Linked DNA regions of Mus musculus: region 1 is linked to region 2. A link is a contact called in public Hi-C data. All regions are on one chromosome and are shown on one strand. The core of a region is the stretch at or near the end of the contact, and the rest is flanking DNA. Distances in the headings are between cores, read along the strand shown. Region 1 has its middle 52 kb from the start of Gm40630. Region 2 has its middle 11 kb from the start of Gm51798.

What was found. A called contact is a pair of places that touch in the nucleus more often than the background predicts.
Region 1: a contact with region 2 is called in a Hi-C map of bone marrow-derived macrophages, with 1.5 times the contacts expected there. The contact joins two enhancer-like sites. A contact is called at or near these places in 4 of 39 promoter capture datasets (hippocampal neurons, liver and second pharyngeal arch cranial neural crest), 1 of 15 datasets of contacts at CTCF or cohesin (the NIH/3T3 cell line), 15 of 484 Hi-C or Micro-C datasets (the HL-1 cell line, the N1E-115 cell line, bone marrow-derived macrophages and 5 more) and 4 of 115 datasets of contacts at active chromatin or transcription factors (Th17 cells, bone marrow-derived dendritic cells, bone marrow-derived macrophages and 1 more).

Annotation. Positions count from the first base shown.
Region 1 is chr10:42,130,097-42,136,823 of GRCm38.p6, reverse strand. No RefSeq gene overlaps it. Among named protein-coding and RNA genes, the nearest start is that of Gm40630, 52 kb to the right of the region's middle. Within about 2 kb of position 5,388, at least 33 of the 459 cell types and tissues checked have an H3K27ac peak or open chromatin away from gene starts, as enhancers often do. A contact at or near this core is called in bone marrow-derived macrophages, where this site is marked.
Region 2 is chr10:42,029,112-42,036,150 of GRCm38.p6, reverse strand. No RefSeq gene overlaps it. Among named protein-coding and RNA genes, the nearest start is that of Gm51798, 11 kb to the left of the region's middle. Within about 2 kb of position 4,955, at least 61 of the 459 cell types and tissues checked have an H3K27ac peak or open chromatin away from gene starts, as enhancers often do. A contact at or near this core is called in bone marrow-derived macrophages, where this site is marked.

The DNA of each region.
Region 1 (6,727 bases), core at 4,139-6,638, 100 kb before region 2:
AAAAAACCCAAGGGTAATGCAAGACGGGAGAGTGTTTCATGACCTCAGAAGAGACAAAGATCTCTTAGATATGTCACATAAGTAACCAAGTCCAATGGCTTCACCAAATATAAAATCTTTTTGCTTCACTTTCATTCAGGAAAGTACAATGACCATAAATATATAGCCTGTCGTTGCTGTTATTGTTTTACTGTGTTAGTGACAGAATCCAGGGTCTGGAACATGCTAGGCAAGTGTGCTGCCATTGAGCCACATCCCTAGCCTTCAGAGATGGTGTGTTTGTTTGTTTGTTTGTTTGCTTGCTTGAGACAGGGTCTCCTATCATAAGCTCCAGGCTGGCCTTGAACTCACCATATAGTTGAAAATAACCTTGTACCTCTGCTGCTCCTGCTTGTGCCTCCTCAGTGCCAGGACTACAGGCACACAGGCACCACCACGTTTTTGTTTTTGTTTTGTTTTGTTTCTTTGTTTCTTTCTGTCTTTTTCAAGACACTGTCTCACTATGTGGCTCAGCTGTCCTGGAACTCATTATGTAGACCGGGATGGCTTCAAACTCAGTGTTTCACCTCTTTCTTCCAACTGCTAGGATTAAGGGCATGTCCCATGCCTCCCAGGGTCACACTCGGTTTTATGTGCTGCTAAGGGTCTGAAGCCCTAGCCTTCTGCCTGGCAGCCAAGCCTTCCGCCAAATCCTTAGCCTTTAATGAATGTTCATGGGAGTTGAAGACTGCTGTGTAATCACCTGGATATGCTCCGGAAACAGAACACATCCAGCTCCCTGGACCTTCTCTTGCATCCTTCCTTTCCCCACTGACCTGCAAGGGAACCACATCCCTGACTTTATGTGGGGGTGTGCACTCATGAAAAACAACCCAGGGCCTTGTCCATTCCAGGCAGGGACTTTGTCCCTGAATCACACTCCTAGTCCCTTGAGTTGGTGAGAAGTGAGAGACCAGGCTGAGTGAGGTCCCTGGAGTGGAGCATCGTATCGGAACTCCTCCATTCTTTTTGGTTTCCTGTTTTCTAAATACAGAGGTGATCTTCCATTCTTCTACTCCTCTTCTCTAGCACAGCATCCTCTTCCGGATGTTTAGGCAGGTGTTGTGTGGAGGTGTTGTATAGGCTTTGGGAAGAGCTGAGGAGGACTGACCAGGCCAGCCCAGCCCAGGAGATGAATGGGTCTCCCAAGCCTACCCTGGGCCCTTAGCTATGCGCTGGCCACCCCCATAGCGTCTACCGATTCTGAGGGGAAGGCGTGGCTCTCTGCTCATTAGAGAATTTCCACTCTGGAGGGCTGACAAAAGGCAGACTTCAGGAGTGCCCTTACTAAATCAAAGGAATCCTCTCATAGTGGGAGGGGAGCTGAGGCTCGTTGTCAGTTAGCAGGCCCTGAGTCAGCCAGGGAACGAAGCCAAGCCCGCATGACCTATCTTGGAGGCTTGACCTGGGTAGACAGGTGCCCAGAGCCACCTTAGAGACAAAATCTGGACAGGCCAGATCTACGAGTCTTAACAATGGCTTTCTTAGGACTCCTGAGTATTACGCCCACACTTCAGGCCTAGGGAGGGTGTGTGGGGGCCCTGCCCTGAGGGACACCTCCCTGACAAGCTCACGCCATCTTCTAGGCAGTGGAGGCTGTCACTGGGGCCCAGCGTTCCGTCCTGCCCTAGTCACTGCACCTGAGGGAAGAACCCTGTGTCTCCTCTGCCCTCCAGATTCTCTTCTGTTTGGGCCACATTTGAGCCCATTCTCTGGGGGAGGGGGGTGGAGAAGAGGGGGGTGGCGGGGGGAGATGAGGTCAAGGATGGACTCAGAAGAGGAACCTGTTCCTCTGGTTGGCTGGCATCTTTCAGGCATCCAGATACGGAACATACCACAGCCACCTCCAGGGACTAGAGCACAGCTCAGCCTGCTTGGTGAGGCAACTGCCTGATTCTGGAAGGAAATTCTCCCCTTTCCTAAGGTATTTCTTATCCTTCTTCTTTTTTTTTTTTTTTTTTTTTTTCCTTTTCTGAGACAGGGTCTCCCTATGTAGCTCAGGCTATCTTGGAACTCCCTATGTAGCCCAGGCTGGCCTCAACTTCGCAGAGGTCCTCCAGCATCTGTCTCTTAGACGCTAGGTTCAAAGGCATGCCCTATCACTCCCAGCTATTGTTTCCAATTTTTTTTTTTAGACAAGGAACTGATGAGATGGTCTGTGATCTTGTATCCCACGACATCACTTCTGAGGTCTGTGACCTTGTATCCTGTGCCATCACTTCTGGATAGGTCTGTGCAGGCCTGTGGTTTCAGCAATGATAATCCAAGAATAAAGTTAGATGAGTGGCCTCTGGACCACGCCTGTGGCCAGCAAGAGCAAAGTTCCATCTACCGCCTAGAGCAAGGAGCTATGTCAGGCCATCACCTCAAGGAGTTGAGCTGCCTGACCCTCCCAGAGTACTCTGACCTCTCCATACACCCTGTGGCACAAACAAGAACCATCCCCCCAACACACACACTCACACACCATGCTGTAATGGTGAGTTAGTTAAACCGCTTTGGTTCCTGGTGGATTGTACACGCTTCATCTGCCCAAGAGCTCTCTGAATTCGAGAATGAAACACACACACACACACACACACACACACACACACCAGCTAATCTTGATATGCCTTGACTAGCTCAATGGTTGCGCGCTTCTAAACCTCCCCACGGGCATACTCTTCCCTTCGGTATTCCTGGCTTAATACCTTCAAAATCTCTATTTTCTCTTTCCCGCCCTGGGCACCCCCACAGGGCTGTGTTCCCTTTCCACCTATATTGTAGGATGCTTTCACCTCTGAAGCTCTTAAATCTGATCCCTCTGCCTCGAGTCAAGGCCAAGGCGATTCTTCTCCTCTTCCCCTCTCTCTGTCACTTGCCCAGGCAATCTAAAAGCCCTGCCCCACCTCCCTGCCCAGCCAATGGCTGTACAGCAATTCTTTACTCTCAATTGAAGCCAGCTGAGAGCAGGGACCCTCAAGTCTGGAAGCACAGCTTTTGGGAGCCAAAATAAGACAAAGCATTAGAACCAATTCCCAACACCATCCCTCCAAAATAAACACAGTAAATCTACCCTTTAAAAAAGTAATTTTTAGCCAGGCGTGGTGACACATGCCTTTAATCCCAGCACTTGGGAGGCAGAGGCAGGTGGATTTCTGAGTCTCGGCCAGCCTGGTCTACAAAGTGAGTTCCAGGACAGCCAGGCCTACACAGAGAAACCCTGTCTCGAAAAACCACAAAAACAAAACAAAACAAAAACCCAAACAAACAAACAAAAAGTGATTTTTGCATTGACACAAATTAGAAGTTAGCCTAGGATACATAGTGAGATCCTGAATTTAAAAAGGGGGAGTGGAAGAAAAAAATTATTGCTTTAATTATGTTGTCCCCTTTAAAGTCCAGATAAATATACATCTCTGTAAGGGGAGGTCTTGATGCTAACGTCCCGTTCCCTAATTGGTTCTTGATTTGTCAGTAAAGAAAGTTTCCGGCCAATTACTGGGCAGAAGGTACAGGGGGGACTTCTGGGGCTTCCTGGTATTGACAGATGGCCAAGGATGTTTGGCAGGTGGTAGGTGGGACTAGCTACAAGTTTAGGGTAAGTGGAGAGACGGAGATAATAAATTGGTAAAGGCACACTTTTCCAGGTGGGAGATAGTAACGCCCAGCAATTGTGCCAAAAAGGCGAATTGTAAAGGAATCAACTGTACGTGTGCAAGGGCTTCCGGTGGGAGCTGGTCACCTCCCGGCGCTAACGGTGGGTAAAGCAAAAGGGAAGCCGGGAGAGGCTGGTAGCGAGCCTGATCCCAGGCAGAGGCGGCAGCTTTTAAAACTACCCCCACCACATCGCAGATTGGAATCCCAAAGATGGGAACTATAGCACCCATCATTGAGTGAGTAGTTAGGAGTGGGTAACACACCTCTTCCCTCAGCTCCTAAGTACCACGAGTTTTCTTTCAAAAGTAAAACTGAGCGGTAAAAACAAGATGAAAAAGGAAAGAAAGGAGAGAGCAAGGGAGGAGGGGAAAAAAAAAACGAAGACAGAAAGGGCGGTTGTTGATTCCCGTGTGGCAGTGAGGGTACTGTGACCGGGTGAAGCTACACTGGAGCTCTCTGCGATGGCCCCTGTCCAGGGATTTATATCTCATGACCACCGAGGGCCTGAGTAGTCCTGGAACAGAAGGGGGGGTGGGCTTAATGGCCTGTGTGAAGGCTCTGCCCTGCCCTTCTAGCCTTGCATGGGTTTATAACAAACAGTTAGCTTCTGTCCTGGTGAGTTTTGTCTAGTCACACGAGCTAGAGTCAAGGGAAGAGGAAACCTCGTCTGAGAAAAGTGTCCATCAGATTGGACTGTAGGTGACCTTTGGGGTATTTTTTTTTTTTTTTTTTTTTTGATCAGTAATTTCTGTGGGAGGATCAAATCCATTCTATACCATGTCCCCCCTCGGGCAGGCAGTCCTGGATTGTATAAGACAGCAGTTAAGAGCACTGGCTGCAAGCTCAGATACAACAAACAAACAAACAAACAAACAAAAAACCTGGGCAGTGGTGGCGCATGCCTTTAATCCCAGCACTTGGGAGGCAGAGGTAGGCAGACTTCTGAGTTTGAGGCCAGCCTGGTCTACGAGTGAGTTCCAGGACAGCCAGGGCTACACAGAGAAACCCTGTCTCGAAAAAATAAAAAAACCAACCAAACAAACAACTAAAAAGACAACTGGCGGCTCTTCTAGAAGTCCTGAGTTCAATTCCCAGCAACCACATGGTGGCTCACAACCATCTGTAGTAAGATCTGGTGCCCTCTTCTGGCCTGTAGGAATGCACGCAGGCAGAATGCTATATACATAATAAATCTTAAAGAAAAAAAGGAAAAAATTATTTTAAAAGCCATGAGAAGCAAAACAGCTATTCCTTCATGGTCTTAGCATTGGTTCCTGCCTCCAGGCTCCCTGAGCACCTGCTCTTTCTCGCCTCCCTGATAGGCTGGGAATGGTAAAGCGAAATAAGCCCTTTCCCCTCTCTTGCCTCAGTCATGGTGTTTATCACAGCCACAGAGAGCAAGCTAAGCTTCCAAGCATCAGCTTCCTGCTTAGAAACGAAGTACCATAAACAAGTCCGTACTGTGAGGATGGACAGACTCCTTGCCACTCCCTCTGCCTGGCTCTCCCTTCCAGCTTCACCTTCCCTCTCAGCTGCCCCTCCTGTCCAGTTCACAGGCTAGCAGCAAGCCACTGGGTTCCCAAGGCCACATTCCAGGGCTCCCCAGGGAGGATCGATTCCATTTTCTTGGAGCTGGACAGGACCTAGGAGGGCTTCTGTTTCAGCCCTTCTGAGAGAGACAAGGAAATGAAACCAGAGACAGTGGCCAGGCCCTTCTTCCTGCCACAGGGACAAAGTCAGTGGCAGGTTCAAGAGTTACTTCCTGGGATCAGAATTCTCTCCTCTTTTGTCTGTTTTGCTCACTATGTATCCTCAGCTGGCCTGAAACATGTTCTTAGATCAGGCTGGCCTCAAACTCACAGAGATCCACCTGCCTCTGCCTCCAGAGCTGGGATTACAGGTGTTTATCACCATGCCTGGCTCTGGATTCTCTGCCCCACCCTTCCTCTCATATACAGAGGGGGAATGCATTCAGCTGTGTGGAGGTTTCAGGTTCACTTGCCAGAGAGCAAGGCAGCCGGGAGAGCCTGGAACTCAGCATGGGAAGACGGACAGACGCTCAGGCGTCTCACCCGTCGGATGGAGGGCTCAGTGCCGGGGGTGGGGGGTGGGGGCGGGGGTGGGGTGGGGTGAGTACCTTCGACTAGCTCAAGGCCCCCTTGGAGGCTTCCAGGTGAAGGCTGGAGGTTGTTTTCTTTATCTTTTTCATTTTGGGGCTGAGGGAGAGTTTCACTATGTAGCTTATACTGACTTTGAACACAAGTTCCCGGGTGCAAAATTACAGATTTTTGACACCATACCTGGCTTCCAAAGTATTCTTGTTTAAGGACATTCCGAGAGGACTCCTTTCTATAGAGAATTCCCTCCTCCCCCACCCTATCTACTTTGAGCCCATCAGAAATGGTAATTCTAAAAGATCACTGATGAGTAGGGAAGGGTGTGTGTTCAGACCAGGAGAAATGGAGTGATTGAGTCACTGCAGAAACCCTGAAGGGGTGGGAACAGGTAGATGAGAAAGGCTAGGTCTCCATTAGTCATAGGATGTGTCAATCGGGGAGCTTCGTCAGGTAGCTTGAACCTAGAAGTTCCCCATTTCCTGATAGCAGAAACCTAGGCCTTAGGACATAATGAATTCAAAGAAAATATATTTGGCCTGAAATTAAAAGCATTGTGTTAAAAGGAGGAGCATTGCCAGGCATGGTGGCACATGCCTTTCTTTTTTTTTTTTTTTAATTTTCTCATTAATTTTTTTTCCATTTTTTATTAGGTATTTAGCTCATTTACATTTCCAATGCTATACCAAAAGTCCCCCATACCCACCCACCCCCACTCCCCTACCCACCCACTCCCCCTTTTTGGCCCTGGCGTTCCCCTGTACTGGGGCATATAAAGTTTGCGTGTCCAATGGGCCTCTCTTTCCAGTGATGGCCGACTAGGCCATCTTTTGATACATATGCAGCTAGAGTCAAGAGCTCCGGGGTACTGGTTAGTTCATAATGTTGTTCCACCTATAGGGTTGCAGATCCCTTTAGCTCCTTGGCTACTTTCT
Region 2 (7,039 bases), core at 3,706-6,205:
CCATAATTCCTTTTGACTACAAGACTCACGGAACATTATCTAATATCTTTTATTGGCTAGAGGTTAAAAATGAGAAATAAAGTGGCCTGTGCCATGAACCTGTCTCTCCTTGGCTCCTGGATAATTGTCGTTTGAAAGTGTTCAGGTCCGCACTGTAATGTGGGCTCAGTCTTGAGCCTTGCAACGTGTGGTTCCTCAGAAAACAAATCAAAGAATTTTTTTTAATTTGAAAATTCATGAGCACTCAATGCTGGCGAATAGCATGAGAAAAAGTAGATATCCAAAACTGCCATTAAATTGCCTGATTTCAAAACAAACTTACCTGCACTTCTAGAAATGACAAGGAAGTGCTGGAGAGATGGCTCCCTGGTTAAGAATGTATATTGCTATTGCAAAGGACGAGAGTTCAATTCCCAGCACCTTTGCTGGGGGTCTCCCAACTACCTTCAACTCCAGATCCAGGGGAATCCAATGCTTTGGTTTCTACAGACACCTGCATTCTCTCTCTCTCTCTCTCTCTCTCTCTCTCTCTCTCTCACACACACACACACACACACACACACACACACATACACACACAAATCTTTAAAATTTTTAAAAAATATTTAAAGTGATATAAACTTCTAAATGAAGGGATGAGCATTGCTTTTCCATGTCCTCCACATGTCCCTTGCCCTTGCATGTCATGTGACACTCATTATCGCAGTTACTGGAGATAAAATACTTTGAAAACATCTTTCAAATGATTGTCCCCAAATTTCTAGTGAGCAACAGCCCTGGCACCACCATCTCCTGCCCTCTATAAAGATGGGCTCCGTGACCAGGCAGATCAAGGTGGTTCCTCTGTAAACTTCTCAGAGCTTACTACAAACAGCTCGTTTTATATCAGTCTTTCAAGTCTGTAATTCAAACACCTCAATTTCAGTGGAAGGGTCAGCAAGAAGAAACAGGATAACAAAAAAAAAAATCACTTCAGTATAAATGTAACAAGATGATCTTCCGAAACATTGTTTGAGTCTAGGACTGAGTTTTCATGTGGTTCCAATTTAGGCTTTCTTGGGGCTGTGCACTACCCTGGACTGTCAGGCTGGGCTCCTGCAGCTGCGTTTTGAAATCTCTGCTTCCTAAGAACATGGTCGCTTTAGAACAAGAACAAAGATCCCCCAGGGTAGCATCAGACCCTGGGCATCAGAAGCAGCTCAGTGCTTCAGTCAGGGCCCCTGCCACAGCCAAATGTTCCGGGATGAGCAGGCGCCGCTGCTTTCTCACCACCATGAGAAGACAAGGGTGCTAAGGTTTGAACCTAAGGCCTAGGAAAGAAGTCTCCCAGGGAGCTGCCGCGTGTAAAGTCTTGAGAGAATGACTGAATTTGACTCTTTTTAAAACATTTATTAATTAATTGCATGCACGCATGCACACACACACACACACACACACACACACACACGTGTACATGGGGGCATGGCACTTCATGTGGAGGATAGAAGGCAACTGGCAAGAGTCAGTTCTCTGAGTCCTGGAGTGGAACTCAGATGGTCAGGTTTGGCAGCAAACCCCTTTATCTAGTGGGCAATCTTGCTGGCCCTGACCTGTCTGCTCCAGGGTGGCAAGAACTATCAGCTAGCACAGGCTGCCAGCCTTGTCAGGGAAAGGGAGTATTGTTTCCAACCATGAACCTGGTGGAAGGAAGGGACATTCCCAGAGAAAACTAGAAGCTGAAATAGAGGGAAAACAGTTTCCGGGGGGAGGGGGGCATCTGAGAGGGACAGCTCCTCAGAAGGTCTTTCTGCATGTGGCTCTATTCCCCTCCATTTTATTTTCATTTATAATGAAGGTGTGTCTTCTCTGGCCCAAGGAGATGCCCTGCTCTCTGTTCCTATCACCCTTTTCTTTGCACTACTGGACCAAGAGTAAGCAGAGTGTGTTTTCACTTGCAAGTACCAGGAAACTCAGAGATCTTTTAATTCTCACAAATAACGCCTAGGTGGGATGGGCACAGGCTGACAGAGTGGACAAGTGATGCCATCAGTACCCAGGTCAGCCAGGCGTGGTGGTTCATGCCTCAGTTCAATGCTCAGGAAGCAGGGGCAAGTGACGCTCTATGAGCTTGAGCCAGTTGGGGTCTACATAGCTCAAGTTCAAGGACAGCCAGGGCTATGTAGAGAGACTCTGTGTCAAAAAGAATAACTGCAGTTCATCTTTCTGCTCTGCCACTATACCCTAGTCAGTCAAATAGCTGCCTGCCCAGCTCCAGGCTTCAAGTCCCTGAACACTACCACTCAGAGGCAGAACAAATCAATTATTGTGTGTCTTAGGTCTCTTTGTAATAACTAAGAAACTTTTCCAGGAAATCCCTCAGTGATGTGTCCTCATGACTCATTGGTCGCAGTCGGGCTTCGAGCCTCTTTCATGAATTGCCATCAAGGAAAGGGGGATTTCCAGAGCTGATTGAATCAAGATGGCTAGGAATAAAACCAGCCTCCCTGCAAGCTCATGGCCACAAACTGTGAACTGGACCAAGCTGGATGAGGTTCTATTGGGAGATAATTGACATTTGTCACATTTGTGGTTCTCAACATTTGAGGACTTTGCCACCTTGTATGAGTCTTGCTCACAAGAGACAGCAACACAAAAGTTTTAGAACCTTCCAAGTCGATGGCAGGCATGATTAGTGTATAGGTGGGTCAACTGGACTTCACTAGCGAGCCACAAAACCCAGCCAAAGTGAAGCCTTGGGTGCTAGGCCAGATACTCTGGCGAACGTGGAAGAGCAATGTAGAGAGAGCGAGGGTCTGCACAAGTGAGTGCTGACATGCGCACTGCATCTACCTTGTAAACAGTGGTGTGCTCAAGTTGGGCAGTTTGCGTACAGTTCTGCTTTAAGCGACCATCGAGCCCGTTTTCTAGACTCTTAGGGGAGTCAAAACTAGGGGATTTGTCCCTAAACAAATCTCCTTCTGGTTCCAACTAGAGAGACTCTTGCTCGCCACCGGAAGTTCTGCAAGGCGAAATGAAACCGGGTACGCAAAGCATTGTGTCTCTGACGCAGAGGACCAGACGTGTGACGTGACAAAATGCCAAGGATGTGAGCTCTCCACAGTACATCGCAGAGTACCACTGGTGGAGACAGAATAAGGCAGGTCTGGGGAGTTCTTCCCTGGGGCCAAACTCAGCTTCCCTTCCCGTGCTCAAGCACCCTTTCTCTGGAAACCCGCCCTACTCTCTCCGCAAGCATTTCCACCGAAGACCTTGGCACCCAAAGAGCCTATACCCCATGATAGATGTAATTTAATATCATTTTGTTGTTAGATGTATCTCCAGACGTGGACCAGGTCATTTAATATTGCATGAGGGGAATGGGGTTGGAAGGCGGGGTAGGGGAATTCCAGACCAGTGTGACTAAACTTAAATTTGAAAGTTTTCAATACGAAATGCCCAGTGCATTGGAGTTTGTATCCTTTTACAGGTAACTAAAAGGGAATGTCCCCTCCCTGCAACAGAAAAAATAGCAACCTTAACAATGTTTTAAAGAACAGAAGGAAAAACTTCATTGTGATTCTCCTCTCCTGCCTCAACAAAGCTACTGGCAGGTACCCTTGACCGCTGTATCATTTACCTGACTCAGTTCATAAAGTGGATGGATACGCTGCTGTACTCCGCTTAGGCCACCACCCTCACTAGACATGCAGAGGCCGCTGGCTTACACACATTGTAACATTTGTGTTGTGTTTAACGGGTCCAAAGTGTCCTTCTTTCAAACCACTTTTAGAGCATCCTTCTTTTAGGTTGTTGATGCCTATAAATGTATCTCCCTCGGGCTGATACCACCTGATACCACCGTGTGGTTGCTGCCGCTGCCAGATCAGCGCCCCCCCCCCCCCCCCGATTTCAGCAGTGGGGCAGGTTTGAAATAGCATCTTTAATAAAAGGGCAATGGGCCTTACCGCTGTTTCCTTTTGTAGATTTTAGTTATTATTGGGGCTTTCCTGGGGTTCTGGCTCTGAACGATCCTGTCAGGCATTGGCTCAGTGTTTCTCTGCTATTCAGAGATGGCACCAGGCCCATGGGGTTGAGAGTGTAATACAGATGTGTGCGTTATCAGGAATGTTCCAAAAAGCACCTCGTGGTTTTCTCTGGGGTTCATTTTTGTTTGTTTGTTTGTTTTTGTTTTCTTTTTTTGTTGTTTTTTCTTTGGGGGTTTGGGGGGGCTGTTTTGTTTTGCAGAATTAACCCTTTCAGGGGGGTTATTGTCCTCAGTTGTCTTAGTTATGTGACAGGAAGGCCTTAGGGTGGGGATCTCTTCCTTCATCTGGAAACTTAATTTCAAATCTTACGCTTACTGCATAATGAAAAATGCCCAGGAATTGTGTGAAAGTAAGGATGAGCTGTTGCCCTGACATCTGAAAATTTTGAAACAGGTGACTATTACAGAAGCCTATTAGCTTTTCGGGACTCCCTTCCCCACAAGTTTTAAGTCAATGATCCCTCTTTCTTCCTATATTTTCTCTGCTGCATATATGATCAGTGACCTTAAAAAGCAGTCATTCAAAAACTATGTTTGGCAAACACAGCTTAATTTTCAAGTCTGGTGCAGAGTTTCTCACAGAGAGCTGGGGCCCTGAAGACAGAACGCGCTCTTTTGAGCTGCATTTTGAAAAGGGAAGGGAACTGTAACTCATTCCTTGTGGTAGAGGACAAGCAATGACTCTCGGCAATGGTCTGGGGCTCCGACCTGCCACTGCCACCGTAAAGACCCGGCTCGTGGGGCTCCGACCTGCCACCGTAATGATCTACCTCCGTGGGGCTCCGAACCGCCACCGCCACCTGGCTCCATGCCCTTTCCCTCCTAGCCTCCGAGCAGCTTCTCTGGCTGCCACGTGACCCCAAGAGGCCATTTCATGTGTTCCCACTGGGTACCACCTCTGCTGTGCCCTCTGGTGGCCTTGGCTCACCACTGCTGCTGCCTCAGCAAAGTTTGACCTTGGCGCTATCAAGAGCCATCTCTCCTCTCTACTCCAGCCGCTCATGGGAGTCCGGGTGCCTGCTGACGCTGCTCCAGCCGAGAGGGAGTGATTTGTCTCCTCAGCTGGCCACAGCAGTCCACCCTGCTCCACTCTCCAGTAGCTTACACACTGAGACCCTGAAAACCACGCTGGTTCCCCAGGCCCTGCATCATTTAGGTGACCACAGTATACCACTGCCTCAAAAAATATTTCTCCTCTTTTCAACAGTCCAGACGAGATAGACCAAGCCAAAGAATGAAGCTTAGTTATTACACCACATGTAAGAGGAAACTCAAAATAGATCAATAGCTTATGTCAAGAGCTAAACCAATAAAACTTTTAGAAGAACACAGGAGGAAAGCATCATGACCTTAATGAAATGGGGTCTTGGGTCTGGGATCAAACGCAGAAGCAATACACAGGGGCTGGGGTAAATTAGACCCTAACAAATCTAAGAACCTGTAACATTGAAGGATTTTATCAAGAAAGTGAAAATAACCACTAGGGAATGAGCAGGGTGGCAACTCAGACAACAGTCTGAGCAAATCCCAGCACTTGGGAGGCAGAGGCAGGTGGATCTCCAAGTTTGAGGCCAGCCTGCTCTACAGAGTGAGTTCGAGGCCAGCCAGAGCTGCCCAGAGAAACCCTGTCTCAAAAACAAACAACCTCTGCCCCTACCTCCCAAAACCCAATAGAATGGGAGACTCTGCCAATTCCACACGGGATGTTGTGTGAATATTCCTCAGGAGGTGTGACCAAATGTCTGTTCACTACAGTTGGGGCACCAAGGAGAAGTAAGGAAACCACTCCCCCAAAGTCTTACTTGCTGAACAAATGAGTTTATTACGGTTATTGGCAGAAGCATGGGTGACCAGTTCCATCACCCAAAGTCTCCTACCCCAGCTAGCAGTGCATGTAAGCCACATCCAAGAGCCTGTAGCCCAGTTTGTAGGCAGCAACACCAAAAAGGCTCCGCTCCAGGGCAATTGCTGTGGGAGGGATTGTGTGTGAGGCTAGTAGCTTTCTGAGCTTCCTGTAATGTTCCTGAGCTTTCTAAGCCTTCGAGTTTTCCCCTTCCTCTCCCCAGAACAGAATGCTTCAGTTTGGAGAAGATAGCTGCACAATCTGTAGGAAGGGTCTAACGTCCAAAATAATAGTCTTCATTTCTCAATAATGAAAAAGCAAACAAACAACCTTTAAACTATCAAAGCACTTGGGTTAGCATTTCTCCAAGATACACACACACACACACACACACACACACACACACACACACACCCTGATATACATATAAAAGGATACTCAATCAGTATCATTGATCCCAATGGAAATGTAAACTAAAGCCATCTTCAGATCTCTCCTTACACTCACTAGGATGGCTATAACCAAAACCAGACAACAGGAAGAACTGTCCAAATGTGGTAAATCGGAGCACCCGTAGCTTACTGATGAGAATGTAAACTGTAGGCTGCTGTGGAGAGCAGTTTGCAGGTTCCTGACAATGTTAAGTACGCCCCCGGGTGGTGCAAGCAGAGAATTGACTCCTGTGAGGTGTCCTCTGGCTTCCCCATGCCCACTGTAGCACACGAGTGTGCCCTACACACACACACACACACACACACACACACACACACACACACACTGGCACATAAATGCACAAATAAATGCAACTGTAAATGTAATGCTGAGTACAGTCAGGAGTAGTGAGGCAGGCATGTAGGCAGCACTCGGCTTGTGGAGGCGGGAAAACTACAAGTTAGACACAGTGGTCAGCCTGGGCTATATGGAGAGAGCCTGTCTCAAAGCCAAGGAACAACAAGACAGGAAGTTCACTGACTTATCTTGTCTGTTTATTGATGATACAACCCCCATTTCAGGAGAGGTTAGCCTATAGCAGTGAAGACATGCTTCTCAGAAGAGCTGAGGAGAGCCTGCACAGGCAGGCCCTGGGGTTACTGCCCTCTAATGCATTAGGCCACGCCCCTCTGGTTCAATCAGTTTCCACAGTCATCCACGTCTCAATGCTGTTTGGGGGT